Linked DNA regions of Mus musculus: regions 1, 2 and 3 are each linked to region 4. The links are chromatin contacts, called in public Hi-C and promoter capture Hi-C maps. All regions are on one chromosome and are shown on one strand. Each heading gives the region's core, a stretch centred on a gene start, on an enhancer-like site or on the middle of the called end of the contact. The rest is flanking DNA. Distances are from core to core; before and after follow the strand shown. Region 1 has its middle 81 kb from the start of Gm24071. Region 2 has its middle 18 kb from the start of Gm30475. Region 3 overlaps Lrfn2 (leucine rich repeat and fibronectin type III domain containing 2). Region 4 holds the start of Lrfn2 (leucine rich repeat and fibronectin type III domain containing 2).

What was found. Promoter capture Hi-C pulls out the DNA fragments that hold promoters and counts their contacts. A called contact is a pair of places that touch in the nucleus more often than the background predicts.
Region 1: a contact with region 4 is called in a Hi-C map of rod photoreceptor, with 2.8 times the contacts expected there. The contact joins the enhancer-like site here to the promoter of Lrfn2 in region 4. A contact is called at or near these places in 4 of 39 promoter capture datasets (hippocampal neurons, maxillary cranial neural crest, second pharyngeal arch cranial neural crest and 1 more) and 1 of 484 Hi-C or Micro-C datasets (rod photoreceptor).
Region 2: a contact with region 4 is called in a Hi-C map of rod photoreceptor, with 4 times the contacts expected there. The contact joins the enhancer-like site here to the promoter of Lrfn2 in region 4. A contact is called at or near these places in 8 of 39 promoter capture datasets (cranial neural crest, embryonic stem cells, epiblast stem cells and 4 more), 3 of 484 Hi-C or Micro-C datasets (rod photoreceptor and uterus), 9 of 115 datasets of contacts at active chromatin or transcription factors (bone marrow-derived macrophages, embryonic basal ganglia, embryonic forebrain and 6 more) and 2 of 9 other capture datasets (adipose tissue and macrophages).
Region 3: a promoter capture Hi-C map of hippocampal neurons shows a contact between it and region 4, with 4 times the contacts expected there. The contact joins the enhancer-like site here to the promoter of Lrfn2 in region 4. A contact is called at or near these places in 11 of 39 promoter capture datasets (cranial neural crest, embryonic stem cells, hippocampal neurons and 5 more), 1 of 15 datasets of contacts at CTCF or cohesin (stem cell-derived epiblast-like cells), 24 of 484 Hi-C or Micro-C datasets (Kupffer cells, LSK cells, cerebral cortex and 8 more) and 10 of 115 datasets of contacts at active chromatin or transcription factors (bone marrow-derived dendritic cells, bone marrow-derived macrophages, embryonic stem cells and 3 more).

The regions. Positions count from the first base shown.
Region 1 is chr17:48,696,894-48,699,938 of GRCm38.p6, forward strand. No RefSeq gene overlaps it. Among named protein-coding and RNA genes, the nearest start is that of Gm24071, 81 kb to the left of the region's middle. Within about 2 kb of position 1,753, at least 2 of the 459 cell types and tissues checked have an H3K27ac peak or open chromatin away from gene starts, as enhancers often do. A contact at or near this core is called in rod photoreceptor, where this site is marked.
Region 2 is chr17:49,152,618-49,155,777 of GRCm38.p6, forward strand. No RefSeq gene overlaps it. Among named protein-coding and RNA genes, the nearest start is that of Gm30475, 18 kb to the right of the region's middle. Within about 2 kb of position 1,619, at least 10 of the 459 cell types and tissues checked have an H3K27ac peak or open chromatin away from gene starts, as enhancers often do. A contact at or near this core is called in rod photoreceptor, where this site is marked.
Region 3 is chr17:49,062,861-49,065,760 of GRCm38.p6, forward strand. All of the region lies in intron 1 of Lrfn2 (leucine rich repeat and fibronectin type III domain containing 2), which reads left to right. Among named protein-coding and RNA genes, the nearest start is that of 1700008K24Rik, 49 kb to the right of the region's middle. Within about 2 kb of position 1,326, at least 24 of the 459 cell types and tissues checked have an H3K27ac peak or open chromatin away from gene starts, as enhancers often do. A contact at or near this core is called in cerebral cortex, cortical neurons, forebrain and 1 more, where this site is marked.
Region 4 is chr17:48,931,151-48,934,318 of GRCm38.p6, forward strand. It overlaps Lrfn2 (leucine rich repeat and fibronectin type III domain containing 2), which reads left to right and starts at 1,432. Exons shown (of 3, transcript NM_027452.3): 1 at 1,432-1,668.

The DNA.
Region 1 (3,045 bases), core at 503-3,002, 230 kb before region 4:
TGAAGCAGACAGACAGATGGATGGATGGACGGATGGGGACACACACACACACACACACACACTCGGGCAGGGAAGAACGTGCGTGTGTGTGGAGAGTAATGTAGTCTAGGGAATTACCCAGAGGTCTGTCCTTAGAAAATAATCCTCTGGCCTCCAGGAACCCTGTCATAGAGTCTGCAGAGGAGGAAGAGTCCGCACCTTCTTAGCGCAGAGACTTGAGGGTTGGCGTTCTCTCCCTACCCTACCTGCAATTAGGTGCTATCCCTAAGAGCCTTGCAGATATATTCCTTTGGGGAATATCCACTGCTAGCAGACACTGTACATCTGGTGTGCTTAGTAACTTCTCAAAACCCAGAGCACAGCACAGGGTCTTGCCTTTCACTAGAGATTCTTTGCCTCTGAGCACAGAGGCAGCTTGGTGTCTTGTAAGACTTCAATACACACTGGACAAGTGAACAGGGGATGGAGCGGCTTTTAGAGGCCATTCCAATGTGTCAGCTTGCACTGCAAATCAGTGGCTATGGTCCAGAGTGTCAGGTGAAGGTCTGGTCTCCAATCAGCCAATCGGACAAAGTGCTGTAATTTCCTTTTTGTGCTGATTTCCTGGGAGAAGTGACATCATCCCGAGACACCCGAATACACTGCGTGTTTTCAATGTTGGAAGGAACATGGATCCCAACACCACTCACCTTGGGGAATCATACAGCAGCCAGTTTCATCTGTGTGTCTGTTAGATACTATCTTCATTTTATTGATAAAGACGTTGGAATCTAGCATGTAACATGCATCTACTTGGGAGACAGAGGCAGGAGGGTTGACAAATAAAGCCAGCCTAGCCTACACAGCAAATTCCAGGGCAACCAGCACTAATAGAAAAACCATGTTTCAAGGAAAGGTGCTTAAGTTATTTGTAGATAGACTGGAGAGACTGACCGCTCAGCAGCTAAGAATAAGTGTGGCTCTTGCAGAAGACCTGAATTAGGTTCTCATCATCTGCAATGGGTGCTTCATAAACATCTGTAATCTAGCTCCCAGGGATTCAACATACTTTTCTGGCCTCCAAGGGGACCCACACATACAGAATCACATTCATAAACAAACAAACAAACAAACAAACAAACATCACATTGAGTGTGTAAGTGGGCAGCTGCCCCATGGTAGAACCTAAGGCATCTACTAGGAGTCTCGTACCTTGTTCATTCTCTTGGGCATTTCTGGTGAATTGTTCTGGAAACCGTGTCATGGCTGCTAGTGTGACTGCTTCAGGGAGCTGTGAGCATCAGCACTTCGGTCTAGCATTAGTGACACAGTGAAACCCAGAAACAAGCAAAACGTTTATTTCTTACCTGGGCTGTAACAAGTTATTGCAGACTTATTCCCATGGGTTTCCTTAGCCCCCTGACCTGGCAGGTTTAATTATTTTGGCTCACGGTTGTAGAGGGATCAGCCCATGGTCATTAGGCTCCCTTGTTTCTTGTGAGGCAGATCAGCAAGGCAGCAGACATTCTTTATGGTGGAAAAGAAGCAGGCTAAGGAGCATAGAGGAAGGGACCAGGACAGGATATAGCCACCAAGGACATGTCCTCACTAACCCACTTCCTCTCAGTAAACCCTGCTCCCAGTAACACCATCCACCATATTATTGATCCACCATGAGATTAAGCTATCGATCAGGTCAGGGCCCTAAAGGTCTGCGGTCTCTCAGGATGCAGTCGCAGACACCCAGGGCTCAGCTTCGCTAATCTCCCAGGCTTTCCTCAATCCAATTAAGCTGACAGTCAAAATGAATCACTACATTTGGTGACTTAAAATAGCTTGGATCTGGGCTGGGAGGGGGGGGAGGGGAGGGGTGATGATGGCTCAGCAGGTAAAGGCTCCTGCAGCCAAACCCGATGACCTGAGTTGATCCCTGGAACCTAGGCAGTGGAAGGAGAGAAGCAACTTCCTCCACAAACTGGCTTCTGACGTCCACACCTGCATTGAGCATATGTGGGCCCACAATAGATAAATAAATTTAATTAAAAATTGCTTGAATCTGTTATACTCTTCAGAGAGTAAATGCCTTAAATTACGGCCTCTTCCTTGCTTGGCACCTCCCAGCCTCTGCCTCCCTTCATCTCAAGCCTCTTCCTTCCCCACCAAGATTCTGTCATCTGACTTCATCTTGCTCTGACACAGGCATTCATGATACATGGGGTTCAATGGACAACCCACGGGTCTCCCATAAAGACCTGTAATTAAATGGATCTAACAGAATTCTGCTTGCTGCATAGGGTAGCAGAACCATGGGTTACAGAAGTCAGGATGCGCGTGTTATTGTGAACGTCTTTTAGTTAACCACAAGCTTGTCCCCAGTATCAAACCTCGGTTCTAAGTAGGTTGTTTGTGGGCCTGAAATTTTGCTCTTAAAGACCTTAAAGGAGCTAGTTATTGTGACATGAGATGAGAGCATAAGAAGATGAGTGTCATGTTTGTGGTCCCGGGAGGTTAATGACAGAGTCTGTTTCCTCGGATGCCAGGGCCTGGGCTGGCAGGAATCATAGTAAGGAGATGGCTGGTTGTCAGTTGAAGAGCTAGCCTAGATGGGGTCATTACCAAGAGATAATAGAGGGGCCAGGTAGGGAGAGACAGAGGATGCTTAGGGCAAAGTATTTCAAGCACAGGAAAGGAAGCACTCATGAACAGCTAGGTTTGGATAAAGAACCCATCTGGAGGGCTGTATGAGGGAGCCCCAGCCTGCTTGGGACACCGGGTGGCAGGGGGCCAGCTTCTTGCCTATTGCTGTAGTCATCCAGGCTGACTGAAGAAACTTTTCAAGGAAGAAGTCTCAGAGGGCAGAGCTTGTGTGGAGTTGCCACCCTATCCTGAGGTGTGTCCACTCCGTGAGACTTGCGAGGGCATCCTAACCCCAGGGCAGCCCTCTGCCAGCTCTGAAGGCCTTGGAAATCCCCTGTGTCACCTGGGAGCGGGCTGGGCTAAAGAGAGGTGATCTGAGAAGAGATGCTTAGAGCGGGAAGTGCCAAGCATCTGAGTTGCCCAGAAGAT
Region 2 (3,160 bases), core at 369-2,868, 220 kb after region 4:
GCAACTATATGTGTACATCTATGTGTAAGTTTGTGTGTATGTGTGTGTGATTTGCATGCCTATGTCTGTGTGTAGCTATATGTATGTATAAATTTGTGCTGGTGTGTATGCATGTGTCTGTCCATATATACAAAAATTTTATATGTACTTGTGTGAAGGTGAGTTCTTTTGTACATTGGTATGCGTATATGCATGTGTGTGTGCATGGATTGTGTGTCATGTGTATTTGTATGACTAATGTACATTTGTGTTCATGTATGTGTATTAATACATGTGTATACACCTATGTTAACATTTCCTATGCATGTGCACAAACATGTGTGCACATGTATAATTAATTTGTGTACATATATGTCTGTGTACATGTGACTGCATGAACATGCTTATGTGTGTACATTTGTTCATATGTACATACACATGTCTGTGTGCATGTGTGCACATCTGTGAGTGGCCAAGTTTTCCCATCCCCCTGTTGCAGAATCCCAGAGTTCTGCCTGAATTGGGGAGGTGAACACTGGCAAAGCCAAAGCTGACCCAGGAAACTTTGCCCTGGCAAAGCAGGAAGGGGTGTGATCTGGTTACTACTTTTTTTTTTTCCGAGACAGGGTTTCTCTTTATATCTCTGGCTGTCCTGAAACTCACTCTGTAGACCAGGCTGGCCTCGAACTCAGAAATCCGCCTGCCTCTGCCTCCCAAGTGCTGGGATTAAAGGCATGCGCCACCACTGACAGGCTGGGTTCCACCTTTTGACTGCATCTGCATCCTTCATTTTCTCATATTGGTGGTCAAGACTAAGGGCATTTGAAGAAGGGGGCAGTGACCCCAAAATGACGAGGGAGGACTGAACAGGAGAAGCAGGGCTCACAAGAATTAAAAAAGAAAGAGGGGCAGCTAGGAAGGTCAGTGTGAGGACAGGCAGCCTGGCTGGGAGGGACTTTCTAGATTCACCATCAAAACTAACACAGACCAGATGTCTACTGTGTGCCAGGCTGCATCCCAGAGTGTAGTTATCAATCTCTTTAAGCCACAACAATTCCACAGTGTAGGCACTAATACTACTCCTCAGTTGTGGGAGATAACTGAGGCCCAGAGAGGTTAAATAATGGGAAGAGAATCCCACAGCAAGGATTTGAACAGTGGTCTCTTGCTCTGGGCTCGCTGTTAGTCGCCACTAGCCCTTGTTGCTCAAGTCAGCACCCACTAAGAATGTCCATTATACTAAACACTGTTCTGAGCCTTTTATTTATGAATCCCTCATTACTAACCACACTGTACAAATAGATAATGAAACACAAACAAAGAAAGAGCATGTGCTATCACTTGGAGAGCCACAGAGCCAGCCCCTGGCAGATGAGGGACTTGGGTGTTAGTTCCTGGAATGCCGTCCTCCAGGTCCTGGCATTCTCCATGGGCATCGGTGGCCTAGGACGCAGCCGAGGTGGGGAGATACTTACAGCTCGGTGTATTGCAGAGACTGCTCTGGATCAGGCCCAGGCTGGGACAGGGCAGGGGGAGGGTGATGGTAGAGGGGAGGGCTGCCTCCTGCAGGGCTCCTGTGGCCTAGTTTCTAGGATCATGCCAGGTAGCAGGGCCTGGCAGGCGAGTTATAAATATCCCTCAGTGACAGCCAGGCCATCGCTCTGACGCTGATGTGGATTAAGCTGGATGCCCTGCCTCAAGGCCACTGGTATGGCTGTGGCTCTCACCGCTCCAGGGGAGTCCAGAAGAGCAGGGAACACTGGAGGGCTGCTGGGGTGGGTCCTAATTCTAAAGCCCAGACCAGATCAGAAGGTAGTGTTTCCTCTCATGGAGGCCAAGTGTTGGCTCTGCCCTTCTCTCTGAGCCTTCTCTGTCTCCTACATCAGCCTTGAGCAGATTTTCTCAATTGGTGTGGGTCCTGGGACCTCCAGGGCTGTATGTCTCTGGTAGGGGCAGTCCTTGGCCTGGCTTTCTTCTTTGTTGGCTTCACCTCCTTTTCTAACACCTGTCTCTGCCCTCTCCTTCCTGAGTGACAGAGTTGGTCAGTGACTTTGGGTTGACTTAGTAAAACTGTGCCAAGTGCCCTTGAGACCCCTTCCTTTTTATAAAGAAGCTCTCTGTGTGAGTATGTGCACACACACACACACACACACACACACACACACACACACACACATATGTGAGCACATAACATGTCCATTTTGGTTAAAGACATCTGGAAACCTCAGCACTCGGTCTAAGAAATGTGTCTCAGTCCACTGAGGCCGTGGGTTCAGTCCCCAGAACTGTGTAAACCAGGCACGAGGAGGTACATCTGTAAGTCTTGGGAGGTGGGTGGAGGCAGGAAGATGGGAAATTTAAGGTCATTCTTGGTTACATAACTAGTTCAAAGCCATGAGACCCCGTCTGAGACAAAGTTCTGCGGGATCACCCACACATCAACTAAAGCCCAGGCTTTTCAAGTCAGCTGCATCCCAGGACCACCTTCTCCAGGAACAACAGTCCTTTGTCTTCAGATCAGGTTCATGTCGAGGAATGTTGGAAAGTCCGGGGAGGTGCCTTTGGGCTGGGAGGACCGTGGCTGTGTGAGCTGGTTTAGGCGACAACGCTTACTCAGGGCAGGCACCGTTCCCCTACTCTGGCTGAAGGCAATGGTCATGGGGCCCAGGCAGTCTGGCAGAGCCTGTGCCCTGTGATGGTGCTTGCAGGCTCAGTGGGACTTGCCTTGGCTGAGAGAGCCCAGGGCTGGCAGAATTGAGCTGGCTAGGGCTGTGCCTCGTGCTGTCTACCAGCTGTACGTACCTGCTTTCACACCCTCTGTGTACACATGTAGTCAGCCACAAGAGCTTGAAGGGAAAAAAAAAGTCAGCATTTCCCAGAGTCCCTTGCTGCTTGGATTTCTGGCTGTGATTGGCTTTGCCAACCAGAGGCATTTCAGAGAGCACAGAAGGTAGTATGGAAACTATCACTTTGTGAAAGCATTGCATAGTGGGAAGGCTTCGGCTGAGGGATAGTTTTCAGCTATTGGTGTACCCATGGTCTTGCCACCCACCTACTGGTATGTTGCAGCTAGAATGGTGGCACATGGCAGGGGCAGTTTCAGGCTCAGCTGTGAAAATGTGAAATGTGACCGTAAGCCCAGCACTGGTCTCCAACACCCGTTCGTTTGGTTCTCTGCTCA
Region 3 (2,900 bases), core at 76-2,575, 130 kb after region 4:
GGGACATGCATGTGTTCTCTCTTCTCTCCTCCCCCTCCTATTGTCTTCTTTCTTCTTTTCCCTCCTTCCTTTGATGCTAGCTGCAAAGACTCCAACATCCAATGTCAAAGGCTGGCCTCCTGCTCAGACATGTAGCTCTCTCCTTCCCTGCCACAAACTCACAGACCTTGTTTGCTCTGTCCTGGAAGGGTTACCAGAGTTGTTTTAGGTTGATTTGGACTCCTGGCTTCCTTGGCTCATCTGCCAATCCTTGATAGGAGAATTAAAGTGCCAAGTAATTACGAAAAGCAGAGAAAGGGGCTCTAGCGGTCACAACAGGAAAAGAAACAGTGCTCCCTTGACCTCCACCCCCCACCTTCCACCACAAATCCATCTCTGGGGTCCTGATGTGATTTCTTTCACTAGAACAGAGAGGAAGATGGAGCTTGGACGTTCTAGTCCTCTTCATGGTCTCACCGTCTGTGGTCTGACAAGTTGTCAGAACTGAAATATCTTCCTGAGAGTTAAGCTCCCTCTGTGGTCACCTCAGACCTTAGTCTTTTCCTGGGAGTTTGGGGAAACTGTCATTTCTAAGAGTCCATCATCTCAATAGATAATCTGAGAGTAGGAGGGAGGGACACAGTGTCTGGTTAGGAGCACTTCAGGTTGCTTCCCAAAGGGTTCCTGTCGGGTGAGCAGGGCCCAGCGCATTCTTCTTTACCCTTAAATGGAGGCCCAGACTTTGGCTTCTGGTGTCTGTGCTCCTAGCCCAAGTGGCAGGAAGTCAGGTTTCCTCTCTCCACTACTAGACAGAACACAGCATCCAGGGTTCCTCATGGGTGAGTGGTGTGAAGCTTGAACAGGGCAAGTCTTAGATGAAAAGAAGGTGCGGGATGCTGCCTCCCTCCAGGTGGCTGGTCCCGGCCCCTCCCACTCTCCTACCTGGAGTATTCTGGAGGGGGCTTATCCCTTTTTACCTGAAGCAAGAGACAAAGCATTTCACTGGATTTACAGGCTTCAGGGGCGAGTAGGGGTTCAGGCTGGTTGCTAAGATATCTTTTAAATGGAAATCAGGGCGGAGAGACAGCACATATATCTAAGCAGCCATCTGCTAAATGTTGCCTCTTTTGTTGGAAGCAGCTCCTGGTGGTTCAGACAGTGAGGCTGGGGGTGGGGAGAGCTGCAAAGGATGGAGGGTCTAGGGTAGGGGCACTGTCTGGGTCTTAGGACTAACCACCAACCAGAGGAAGTTTCCTTTTCTGCTCCTAGGTCCACTGCTCTCCCCTCCCCCGTTTTAGCTGACCCCTCCTTGCATTGTTTTAAGTATAAAAATCTGTCTGCAGAAGCTGGAAAGGTGGCTCAGCAGTTGAAAGCACTTACTGTGCTCTTCCAGAGAACCCAGAGTTCTGCCTGTTCCTAGCACTCGTGCCGTGCCGTGGCTCACAATCACCTGTAACTTCAACTTCAGGGTATCCGTGCTCATGTGCCTACATCCCCCTACAACACTACAACACTACAACACACACACACTGAAAAATAATAATAAAAATAAAATTTAAAAAAAAAATCTCATCTAGAGGCACTGATAATAAACTAACAGCCTAGCTTCACAATTCTGTATTGCCAGTATACTTCTGGGTTTGCATATGGATGTGCATGTTTGTGCATACACACATGCAGGTATGCATGTGCAGATGCCTATGTGTGAATGCTCCCTGCCATCAGGGCCTGATAAGCGAACCTTTCTGAGCCCATGAGCCCTCTGCTTCTGAGAACCCCAGCCTTCCTTCCACGGTTCTCTCTGAGCCGAAAACACAAGTGCTCATATGTAGTGGAACAGCTGGACCATCTCCGGTTCCTAAGCAATCCCTAGTAGAAGCTGCCAGTTCTGGGTACAACAGGCACATGGATGCCTCAGGAGGGGCCTCCTTTGCTTGGAGTATGGCCTGACGCCAGGCAATCCAGAGTAAGTGGCAATTCTTTCCAGGGTGGAGGAGAGCGTTCCGTTGGGTCCAAACTGCCTTGAATCTCATTTCCCAGTCGCTGAAACCTGGATAACTGTGCACAGGGCCCCAAGGTATGGTGGAGTTGGTTGTTCCTTGTGCAAGGTTGCTCAGTTAGGGTGCTCTACCAACAGCCAGAGGGGGACATCTCGTTCTCACTACACAAGGATACCTTACAGACTGGGAGCTGTTACGTTGCAGAACTGTGAGTACCACATGAAGAAATCCAACAACATGGCGGAAGCAGGGAGGAACCGTTTCCACCCTGGATCAGGGATCAAGTCTAGGCTAACTTCAGGACACTGTAGACTCAAAGATCCCTGACCTGTTACTTCACTTCTGTCTCTCCTCTTCCCTCTGCTCCAATGCTCCTCATGGACAGTCCTGCCTCCTCCGCCAGTGGCTGCCTCCTCTACAGGATGATTGTGATATCTGATAGCATAGACCATGCCCAGACTCTGCTCTCAGAGCACTGCTGTTTACATTGCTGGCCAACAGGACTTCAGCCCCTCCCATTTGCTTCCATGGCCCTCTTTCCAGGCCAGCCTCTGTCTCCTAATCTCCCTTCCCTTCTGCCACCTACACCTCTCAGAGGTGCTTGAAGTCCTCCTGTCTCTTGAAGGGGGACAAGAGTCTTGTCTCTCAGCCTTTGTTCAAATCCCTGCTTCAAACAGGAAACACCTCCCCCATTTTATCTGCCTGAATCAGGATAATTTATCCATTTCCTTTGACTCCCCCTCTTCAAAAGTGGGGGTGAGGCCGCCTTTTGTTTGGCTGTTAGAGAAATGGGCTAAGTGACAATTCTCAGAATACAATTTTAATTAAGATTCAATAGTCACTTGTCTGTCAGCAATCTTCCATGCTGATTACTTAAAATATATTTACCCAGCTCTATTATGTCACCCATTTGAATTCATT
Region 4 (3,168 bases), core at 182-2,681:
ACTGTTGGACCACAGAGACATAATCCACATGACACATGTGCCTCCCTGTGGGTATCTGGGACAGGTGCACGGAACAAGCGAAAGCAGACATGAATCGAGGCATGCTCTTTGCCCTTGGTTTTAAGAGCTGGAGCAACATCGGCATTCCCCAGTTCATGTCCTCTACAGGGAAATATACGGCGGCACTTCAAACCCTAGGCTTACCTTCCCCAGAAACTGGCCACTGAGAGCCCAGAGGCCACTAAGACTCTGCTGAACTAGTTTGGTGATTCTAAGCCTACGACCAGCCCAGAGTGATTACTCTGCTACCTACCACGTGCCTTAGACATTTCGCTTTAATCTAGAACCTCGGAATCGTACTATGTCACGTGAGGGTGGGTGGAGGAGGATGGTCTGCTGGGCTGTCAAACAAGAGCTTCCATTCGCCTAGACAGTCTTGAAATGTTCAGGAAAAGTCTGTCGTGTGTGTCGTGTGCAACTAGCACGGGTTGCTATAGGAGCCAAAGTGATGGCTCCTAGCTGGGTTCAGGGCTGGGTGGGCACGATCCTCCCATCACCAACCCCACCCGCAGCCCCGAGCCAACGCGGTCCAATTTTCCTCCAGCAGGCGGCGGGCTGGTAGCTGTGTGCAAGGCGTACTCTGCACGAGAGGCGGCAGTACGGACTCGACCTGGCCGCGGGGATAACCGTGCGCAGGAGCTGTCGTGTCACTGCGCGGCGGATCAAGCGGGTCCTCGGGGTTCTCAGGGCTCGCGGCCCCGCTGGGCTGCAGTTCCAACCCATTTACTCCGAACCAACGCTGCTAGAACCGAGGATCCTCCGGGGCTGTGGATCCCGGCTGAAGCAGGATCTGGGGTCCGGAGCTACTGCAGCTCCGCCAGCGGCCACTGGGGGCTGCAGTGCTGGAGAGCCCGGCGGGGACAGAGCGCTTCGCTCTGCCTCGGAGTCCTGGGGCGCCTTGGGTTTCTAAGGCTGTCTGCACCGCTGGCCGCAGCTGCCTGCATAACCCGCACAGCATCCTCACAGATCCGTGCGTGCGACCGCTGCGTGTGTGTGTGTGTGTGTGTGTGTGTGTGTGTGTGTGTGAGAGAGAGAGAGAGAGAGAGAGAGAGAGCGCTTTGCGCGCACGCGTGGGGGGGGCCAGTGGTGTGCATGCGGGGAGTGCGGGGGAGTGTATGTGTGTGTGTGCCTGTGGGTGTGAGTGCCTTGCTCACACACACACACACACACACACACACACACGACAGACTGGTCTGAACTTGAAGACATCCCACATTCCAAGAGGCTGCAGGTTCCTGGGGATGCCAGGGGGGTTCTTCAACAAGGAAAATCCTACCCTCATCTTCCTAGAAGGGATTATCTTTTTTTATCCTTTTTCCCCCTTATTTTTTTAAAATCTGGAAGAGAAGAGCACAAGTTGTACTCCCCCTCCCGCCCCTTCTTCTTGCTAAATGCCATGGATATAACTGAATAAGCTGCTCAGGGCTCTCCCCGCGTGGATGGTCCGAGGCCACCATCTGCCTGCCTTCGCTGGATCGCTGCAGCTGGAGCGCTTAGCGTGAGCCTGTCTCCGGCCAGGAAGGATGCGTGGCCGAGCCAAGGAGCCCGGGCGCCCTGCGGAGCCGGCCTTGGAGCCTCCCCGCCACGGGTAGATGCCGCCTTGCCCAGGTGAGTGGCTGTCGCTGCTGCTGCGTCTTGGCGACGCTGGGTGTCCGCGGGAGATGGGCGCAGGGATGTGCGCACCTGGGGGAACAGGGGAACTTTGCCTCTTTTCCTGCCTCACTTGCGGACTTCCTCCATCCTATAGACTCCTGTGGATGCCTTCTCTATTCCATCCTTCCTTCTATATTGTGTTTTGATAGAGTGGGGGAAGGGGAGAAACTGATGGGGAGGGAGGAGAGCGGGTCCTGGTGAGGCTTCAGACCGGTCTGGGTTAGGCTTGGAAGCTGGAGAAAGAGACCTCAGTCTCCTACAAAGGCAATCCTTGAATGCAGAACTTTGCCGCTAGACCATGCTGTTGCGTGTTAGCACATGCCAGGCCTGGCTAGGACGGTGCTGAGGTCTGGGTGACTATTCTGGGGTCTTCAGGAGCTTGGTTCCTGGACGGGTGGGGTGGAGACAGGGGGGGGGGCAGCGATGGAGTGCCGTGGAGGAGGGGAGGGAGGCATGGTTGCAGGGACCCTATCCTGGCCTCAGGCAGATCTAACCAAGATCAGGAGGACTCTGTGTGCCCACTCGGGTTGCTGAGAATGCCATGATAAAGCAGTATGTAAGCCGGTGTTAGCCATGCCCATGTTGGTAGTCCTCTGTCTCTCACTCAGCCCTGCCCTGCTTCTAAGGCTGGCCTGAGCAAGAATTGAGACCGAGACCAGCAGACAGCTCCCAGGAGGAGGGCAGTGCCTTGCTCCCCACCTTCCCCACAGAGAGCACAAAGGACAGAAGCGTTGGGTTCCAGGGAAAGGAGTCCAGACATCATCGAAAGAGAGAGAGATTGAGAGAGAGAGAGAGAGAGAGAGAGAGAGAGAGAGAGAGAGAGAGAGAGCAGGAATCAGGCAAAGCCTGCAGAGGAACCGAGCACGACTCATGCCAAGTACACTCAGAAACAGCTGCAGACGGACAGACACCTGCAGGGAGAGGGCTGTCAGAGCCTGTCCCTCTGAGCTGGAGCCACATGCATGCCTAGAAATGTTAGCCCTCTGTCCTGGTTAAAGCAGTGCATTTGCATGTGTGTCTGTCTGTCTGTCTGTCTGTGTCTGTCCATGTCTGTCTGTCTGTTTGTCTGTCTGTGGCTTGAAAGATCTGACCCCTGGGGCAGAGTGGAAACCCAGCTAAGGAAGAAAGTAACCAGGTAACCTCCAAGCTAGCTGTGGAGTTCCAGGTTTCAGGACAGAGGTGGGTTGATGCACTTGGGCGGGGGCCTGGTGGAAACTCTTGCTTGAGCATCAGGAAGGCTGGTGGATGCAAGCAAATAAACTAGGCTTTTGTCCCATGTCCTGGGTTCAGACAGAGTTGAAAAATAGCAAGCCATGCAGCCAACAGGGCAGTGGGACGGGTTTAGGGAGCCTGTCAGAGGCAGAAAGTGAGAGAGGGTTGGGCCTGGAAGACCTGTGCTTAAAGTGTCAAGCCTTCCTGACCCAGTGCTGCTCCTCTCCCCACCCCACCCCCATG